Regions from separate parts of the Mus musculus genome. Here region 1 is linked to region 2. A link is a contact called in public Hi-C data. All regions are on one chromosome and are shown on one strand. The core of a region is the stretch at or near the end of the contact, and the rest is flanking DNA. Distances in the headings are between cores, read along the strand shown.

Region 1 (4,294 bases), core at 624-3,123, 490 kb after region 2:
TGCCTTTGGTATTTTGTGTATTCTAGTTCACATTTAGCTTTTCTACATAATACTTTGTATGCTTTTTCAATGCTCTGTTTTGAAGGAAACTCTTTTTCAGTCGAAGATTAAAGTAGCTGGAAGATTGGCTTGAACCAGAGATTTCTATTCATACTGACAAAGCCTAGTAGAAGCAAGGAGAGCTGCAGCTCAGAATGGTTCTATTTTATTTCTGTAGGAAAATAAATGACCTAAAGTTATTGGTGTCAAATTTGAAATAAAACCAATGAGTTCATAGTCAACTGAGGAGACCCCCCAACACTAGTAGTTTATCAATTCTACAGTGGGAAAATATTGACATAGTAATGATTTTTGTCTTTATCAAAATCAGACAGTAGTTTCCAAAGTCTCACAGACTTGAACAGATTCGTCCAAGTAGAAGGCTTTACTTTAAAAATTGTTTCATTTATAGTCTTGTTTTGTTTCTTCAATACCAAGATTTTATTGTCCCAAGACTTTTTAGAGTTTTGAATTTCTTTCATCCTTTAGGTTAATGTTCTTCTTAGATAAATTTCAAGATGAATCCTTGGATAAGAGAAATTCATGGAAAACTGTATAATCGGTAGAGAACCTTCCTCTTGACTTGAATTGCTCACTCCTCTAGACCAGAACTCTTTTGTATCTGGCTTGGAGTAAATTAATTTCGTTAGATTAGGGGAAAATGGAATTCTACTTTTCAATTTGAAATTCACTTAGTATCAAAGTGACTGTAATTAATTTTTTTTCTGATGATCTGAAAAATGTAGTCATAAATTATAAATAACCTATCAAAGGAACGTTGGAAAGTACACCTGATAAAGAACATTGCAAGTGTGGTCCACTTTCTTTCCTCACATGAAATGTGATTTTCTAACACATGAAAGGCATGCGATTAGTGCCATCTAGTGCACTGATCCATCATGGGAGCAATCTTATCAGTTCATCATAGTTTGTTTTTTCAAAAGGCTTTCTGAAAAGTCATCCAATTTCTCAAGACCATTTAATTCAAGTTAATATTAAACCGTTGATTTAATTTTTGTTAAAAGCTAACCTATTTACATGCTACAGTTCTTAAAGAGAGTTAGAAATCAGATAGATCATTAATTCCTTATCATTATTTTAATTGATTGGGATTTTCCTTGAACTCTCTGGAAGCATAACCTACAGTTTATTGCTTTAACCTGTGGGCACACCAAAAATAATTGTGTGTGTGTGTGTGTGTGTGTGTGTGTGTGTGTGTGTGTGTGTGTGTATGTGTGTGTATGTATGTGTGTGTGTATGTATGTGTGTGTGTGTATGTATGTATGTGTGTGTGTATGTGTGTGTGTGTGTGTATGTATGTGTGTGTGTGTGTGTATGTATGTGTGTGTGTATGTGTGTGTGTGTGTATGTGTGTGTGTGTATGTGTGTGTGTGTGTATGTGTGTGTGTGTGTGTGTAATTTGTTGCCACCACTAAGTTCAGTAGTGATCTCTATTAAGTTTCTAATTGTATCAAAAATATCAGTTTTCTGATTCAGAGATTTCTCTGTGTATGATAAAAATACCACGACTTCTGAGGCCATCGCAGGAGATTTATTCCTCGGGAGTTAATGTTACTAATTTGAGAAAAACAAAACAAAACAGAAATGATAAAATTCCATACACTGTGCTTAAGTTAGTCCTGGGCGCTCCCACACATCCTGCCTATTTAATTCATTAAGATTTCTCTGGCACATTGAGTGCCTGAGAAAATTTTGAGTCAGAAATTACAGTGACTTAAAGAAAGTCAAGTTGATTAATAATAGTAATGCAGCACACAGCGATCTCTCCAGGGGAAGGTTAGTCACAGAGAAAATTCTGTCTCAGTTTCCTTTTATCTGATAAGGTAGCCAACCTCAGGCAAACAGTGCAGCCTATAAATGAGTTGGTGTTCCCCGGTGTCCTATGTTCTGTCTCAACAGCTTTTTCTTCTCCCCCTAACCATGTCTTCTTCCCCCCGATTTCCATCTTCTCTCTACTCCTTTATTAACTTACCTTCCAACTTTTAATAATGTCAAACTAGGAGATGGAAGAATATTGGAAGGAATGTGTTCACTGGCAAGGCAGCTTGTTCTCCCTTCCATGTAACACCAGACAAATTAGATATGAGATCAGTAGAATACCTACATCATTTCTAATGACCAAGAATTCCTAGACCTAAACTTGACCTATTTAGTTTGGTCTGTGGTGTTCAGTGTTAGTGTAAATTATCCTTGCATGTATTGTATACAATAGATGTAATTAATGGGTGCCCCTTTAACATAAAGGTAGTCCCAGTTTCAGTCACTTATTACTTATTTTCATGATATAGTAAGTATTTCTTTGGCCGTGGAGAAGAGTTAAAGGGATTTTCATTATAGAAAAGCTTATAAGAGGCTGAAAATAATCTTTAAGATGAGATAGTTCAAAATGGTAGCAAGAACTATGAAGACGTTTATAAGAAAGAACATTTGGAATGGGGTAGGTTTAGTAAAGCTTTGAGGATTATTAAATATTATTGGATTCAAGAGAATATTTTGAAAGGCATATATTTGAGAAGTAGATAGCTAAAAGGAATAAGGATTGTGTCCTGTTCTACAACTGATGCAAAGCTCATACATCATGCAACATTTAATAACTGAGCAAATCACAATTTACTGCTGACTGAAGTTTCAGAAAGTGCTTTTATGGAAATAGTGTTTGAGCAGAAAAAATAACTAAGACTATTTTATGAACTGGAAAATGAAGGTAACATTATTTGTGACAGATAAGTTTAGGAATTGTGTATAGGAAACTAGAAATATTTATTACTCTGTTATTCATCTATTTTTGTACATGTATACATTTGTCAAAGGATACATATATACATTCAATAATGTCACTTCCTATTTAGGAAATCATACAATACAACAAACTTGGAAATAATCCCAATGGATACAATGTAGCTTCCTGATGAAGACACATAAGCTACGGAGAGTTTATTAGTAAACTATACTGTGACTTGCCAGCAGAGTTCTGTAAGTTCTCTGTCTCTGTCTCTGTCTCTGTCTCTCTCACTCTCTCTCTGTCTCTCTGTCTCTCTGTCTCTCTGTCTCTCTCACTCTCTTTCGTGTGTGTGTTTCAAGAGAGGAACATTCATTAGGAACATTATATTCTAATAAAACTACTACCTGCATATAACAGACATGTCAAATAAAATATAAGTAAAGTAATATTTTTACTATTGATACAGTCTATTCCTTATTGACATGGGTAACAAGCATCTTCAGCCTAGCTCAGGAGAAAAGTTATAATATATAGAGGAAAGTAATTTGAATTCTGTCTTCTGAAACATCACTCATATAAGAGGTCACCCTGTGTAGTCACAAAGGGTGAACTTCCCAGCAGATGTGGGAAAAAAACACAATTTAAAAAGGAAGAGATTTTTAAATTTTGTATTTTTTCATTGTAATCATATATCTCTGTGACAGGATGTATTTGTTTGTTCTCATGTCACTGTGTGAGTGTAGAAGTCAGACGAGAACTTTGTAAAGTTGGTTCTCACTTTCTACCTTTACCTGGGTTCTAGGAATGAGCTGTAGTCATAAGACTTTTGTGATAAGCACCTGGCCCAACTGATCCTTCTCACTGACATAGTAGTCATGCATTTTGTGCTTCATTAAATGGTAGGCATACAATTTTTGCAACCTAATTTTAATAAGGATGCAGCTACAATCCTCCTAGCAGGCAGACACCAGGCATGGACCAGCAGCTATAGTTCAATCCTGAAGCAACTACCAGGTTAGCCAAGAGGCTTGAGGTGACGTGGCAGAGGCATCTTGCTGCCATAGGAACCTCACAAGGAGTTCTTTGACAAGTTTCTCTCAATATCAGCTTTACCACCAGTGGAGTTCAACAACACTGTATAAGGTAGGCAAATACATGCATGTTGTTATCGAAAAATATGGAGGCAGAGCAAATGAAACCAATACTCAGTGCTCTTCTCCCACTGTCTGTGGAGTCATTTTTATATTTCTTCATCATGGATCCTTTCATGCGTTTGATATATTAAAACATCTTTTCATCTGTGTCTGCTCCAGAAAACATCCTTTCACCGTGTCTGCTTCAGGAAACCATTTTTTCAGATGTTTGCTTCAGCAAGATATCTTACACCTGTGTGCTCCAGCAAAACATCATTTGACATAACTAACTTTCCAATAAACTGGAAGTTTCCACTTCATTAACTATATAACGTTTTTATTTCTCATTACTAACTTCTCACCGGAGAAAAGTAAAAAG
Region 2 (4,229 bases), core at 913-3,412:
AATTAAATAAAAAGAAACTGAAGATATGATCTAAAAAACAAAAGAGGCTAGGGTTTGAGGATGAGTAGGAGCAAGAAGTAGTAAAAATATATTTGAAGAGATATGGAGCAAAATTATAGATTCAGGAGAGTTGTTTATGTGAATGGAGAGTTCCTGGAACAGAAGAGAGACTGATGTTTTCCATGTACTGTTTTGTATCCATCTATGCGAAATAGAGTTTGAAAATGGATGGAAGAAATGGCTTTATTGTAGTCAAATTTAAAACTGTCAACTAGAGCTGGAAGCGCTCTCATTCTAGTGCTGTCCTTAATTTTACTGTAAACAATTGCCTCTTCATTCCTGCAAACTTTCATTGTAAGAAGTACCTAGTCATTTGGTCCATGCCACAGTTTTAAACGAATTCAAACACACCTGAAGATCACCCATAGCGCATCATCTTGGGAGCTTATTGTTAACAGTTTACATGAGGTTTCTAAAATTTCTGTTTATTTTGCCAAAGGTGTGTGTGTGTGTGTGTGTGTATGTGTGTGTTCTCGGGTACCATCCACATAACTTTTCAAATAGGGTCTTCCACTGTCTTAGAAGTTGTTACGTTGACTAGAGTAGCTGACAAATAAGGCCCTGTTTCCGCCTCTTCAGCTCTAGAATAAGCTTATGCCACTACGTTGCTTTCTTCCCTACCCCCCTTTGTCCTGGAGATTGAACAGATTGTTCAGGCCCTCGTGTTTGCACAACAAGCACTTTACCAAGTGAACCATCTCCATAGCACCAGACATTCATACTTTAAGGCGCTAACTAGTACATAAAACACCTTCTAAGACAGTACACTTGGCTCTCATCATAGTCTTATGCACTGTAAAGGAAAGTCATTATTTTTCTTTCAATTCTGTAGGCAGACAAAACAGAAGCTTTAGAAGATGAGCTGATTTAGTCAAGCAAGCCACTGCCTATTAAGTGGCCCATCTGGAAATCTGTTCCAGGCATCTGGGCCAAAGAGATGATGAGAGTGTTTACAAGGTTCCCACAACACTCTATCACTTTGTCTTTGGATTAAGACGAAAGGACTTAGCTTGAGCCCCTAAAGATTCCCATTAGCCAGTATAACAGACATCAGAGGTGTGTAAAGCAGTGAAAGCAGCAGCTATATAGAAAAATACACAACAGGGCTGAGGACTGAACATCTCCACAAAACATATAACATATGCTCAGGATTAAGTATAATATGGTAATATTTGAAAGATGAAGGCAAGAACACAGACAAGTAGGCTGTGTACAGTGGGAATTGTTAGGGGAGGATTTTAGGAGATATAGAGAAAGAATAACTTGAATTTAGTTTAGAAAATGTTCAGAGAGGAACATGAATATACATCAGACTACCAAATAGAGAGAAAAAGGTCAGGAGAAGTGAAAGGCATGGAACGGTCAGTGTATACTCACCTTTTGATTGGCTGGGAAAAAGGATCCTTGTGTAGGGTAGGAAATTGTGCACAGCTGAAGTGATCAGCTATTGCAGAACCTTGAACTGTCAGCCTGGGCGAGTCTGCTAATGTGTGTGTGTGTGTGTGTGTGTGTGTGTGTGTGTGTGTGTGTGTGTGTGTGCATATGTGTAACTATGAAGGCCAGAGACTGGCCTTATGTGCTGTTTGTCCTCAGAAGTTATCCACCAAAATTTTTTGAGACATATTTACTCACTGGTCAGGAACTTCAGCTTGGCTGTATATCCTACAATCCCCAAGGAAGCCTGTCTCCACCTCCACAACTCTCTTCCAGCTTCTTCTTTCTTTTTCTTTTTAATGCATGGATTTCCTGTATCGAGTCTGGGTCCCCCTGCTTGTGAGGCAAGCACTTTACAGGCTGGGTTACCTCTCCAGTCTATTTTCTTAAATCTAAATTATTTTTATTAAATTAGTTTTTTTTTTGAAAGTCAGGTGGTTGATTCAGTGGAAGATTTCCAAAACTTCACACCTTGATTGATTGCTTTAGCAATGATTCTCTTTCGTTCTGCTTCCTGAGGACAGTTTGGAAGAATAACCGGCAGGTAGCCACAACTTTTAACTAATGAAAGCTTAGGCAGAATCACTCAGGTTTTCATAAAGCAATTCGCAAAGGCCCACTTGATAAGGGTTTTTCTCTTGAAGGAGCCACACCCTCAGGCTCTTGGAGGGACTTCCCTGAGAATCTCCCCAAGGTTGACTCTCTTTACGTCATTGGATTGAGGACTAATGTTGAAAAAGACTTTTTTTTTACAAAAGGGAGAAGCCAATGTCAAGCCAATGAAGCCAGAAAGTGTGGTAAGACTTAGGCATTTACAGAAGATAATCACCGTTGACATTTAAAGTCCCTTGTTCGAACACATGTGCACACGCACACATGTGAGCACACAAAGTATTACGGAAGTTAAAGTTGAGGCTATTTTAAATCTTATCAAAACCACCATCAGGAAAAGATGACAAAAGTGCTGTATGCTTATGGGTAGCTCCAGTCCCTACTAATGTTTGACAAATTGTATAGCCAGTAGACAACCCTATCATATCTGCTTGAGATAGTGGTGCTATTACAACACTGGAGATAGCAAAGCACAGAGAAGAGAAGGTAAAAGCCTCTGCCATTGCATATGGTTGTGTAATGTTCAAGGTGTGACAAACCTTCTCATTAGGATGAGTGTGTTCTGTGCAGTGGAAAGGAAAAACCTGTCATGTACCCTCACTTGGTCTCTGAGGCATACATCAGGAAATCCTGGACTCCATGGATCCCTTTGAAAGGATGCCTCCCAGTTTAGCAACTGTCTCACTGTCACATGATGAAACCTAGTTAGGTGAAACTTTTGCTAATGTCTGGCACCTTTCTAGACACAGAGCTGATCCTCTGAGTCCATGAATGAGGTAATTTCTTAAATAGGCATGGACTGTTCAGAAAGGCAGCCTTTATCACACCCATACCAGGAAGTAAAACTAAAACCTGGAGAGGAGACAGTTTGCAAGACTATCACTTGAAAAACACTACTTCATTATGTTCTTAGAAAAAATATATATCTCAACAACCAAACACATCTTGTATCAGGTGTATAACCCCAATTCCATTCATCAGTAAGTCATCAATAAGCACACACTTTAATGGTCTCAGAGTGGCTTAAACATTGTCGTAATTTCTAATGTGAATTTCAAGTCACCTTATTATGTTTTCACTTTTATTTCATATATTTTGTCTCTATCAAATTTTATTCTTTTTCTTCTTGTGGTCACTATCTCTGCCCCTTAGGGATTGGGATGAGCCAAGGAGAACATGAATAAGAAAGAGAAGTGGGGCATGAATACTGTCAGTATTTAAGATACTTTGAAGCAGTAGAACAAAATCATACACCATTGCACAGTTAGTATAGACGTGTAGAAAATCCTGTCCCAAACTGATTTAATAAAACTTGGCTTCATAATAATGCCCATCACTTTTCTTATATTTTACATAAAATTCTGGAAGGTAGCAGTGTTTGATTTTAAGTCAGGAAAAGAAAGGAAGACATTTGTGGTGGGGGGGGGGCATTTGTCTACTCTCTCAATAGTTTTTATCCCAATAATCACTTGAAAGCAAATGCTTTGGTTAAGAGACCCACAGGTAGGCTCAGAACAGAAGTACCATTAGTTAGTTTAGGCGTGAGTTTTACTCATTCTGATAGCTCTCCTATTCTTCTGTAAAGAACATACTTATCTATGCGTCCACCCATCCCTGAGATGACTAAGTAAGGAGCAGATACCTCATTGCTGTGGTAGATCTCAGGCCATTAATGTCCAGCCAAATTAGCCAAACTGGTGAACCCTAGGTTCAATGAGAGATTCTGTCTAAAAATATAATATGGAGAGCAATAGAGAAAAGTGTCTGATGTTGACCTGTGGCCTCAGTATATACACTCATGGATGATTGTACCCACATATCGTCATGAATAGACATGCACACATCTCAATGCATATAACATGTATATACACACATGCAGACATACACACACACAGGAGAGGGGGGCAGAATTCAGATATCATGGTGTTACATCTAGTTTGTCTAAAAGTAGGTCTGTGGTAGCAGTAGACATAACAGATAAACTCTTAGACTACAGACATAAGGAAGAGTTTTCTCTGTGCATTCTACTGAGCAGAAGCAAGCAAGCCTATAGCTTCAATCTCCATTGAAAGCCACTTGATGACTGTCACACAACAGACCTTTAGGTGAAATCAGTGCACGGA

Evidence for each region. Hi-C and Micro-C count contacts between places; a contact is called where the count stands out from the background.
Region 1: a Hi-C map of group 2 innate lymphoid cells shows a contact between it and region 2, with 8 times the contacts expected there. The contact joins two enhancer-like sites. A contact is called at or near these places in 3 of 484 Hi-C or Micro-C datasets (epidermal suprabasal cells and group 2 innate lymphoid cells).

What each region holds. Positions count from the first base shown.
Region 1 is chr2:8,874,665-8,878,958 of GRCm38.p6, reverse strand. No RefSeq gene overlaps it. Among named protein-coding and RNA genes, the nearest start is that of Gm30957, 70 kb to the left of the region's middle. Within about 2 kb of position 1,873, at least 2 of the 459 cell types and tissues checked have an H3K27ac peak or open chromatin away from gene starts, as enhancers often do. A contact at or near this core is called in group 2 innate lymphoid cells, where this site is marked.
Region 2 is chr2:9,366,339-9,370,567 of GRCm38.p6, reverse strand. The region is part of intron 1 of Gm13219 (predicted gene 13219); the gene reads right to left. Among named protein-coding and RNA genes, the nearest start is that of Gm13219, 16 kb to the right of the region's middle. Within about 2 kb of position 2,162, at least 7 of the 459 cell types and tissues checked have an H3K27ac peak or open chromatin away from gene starts, as enhancers often do. A contact at or near this core is called in group 2 innate lymphoid cells, where this site is marked.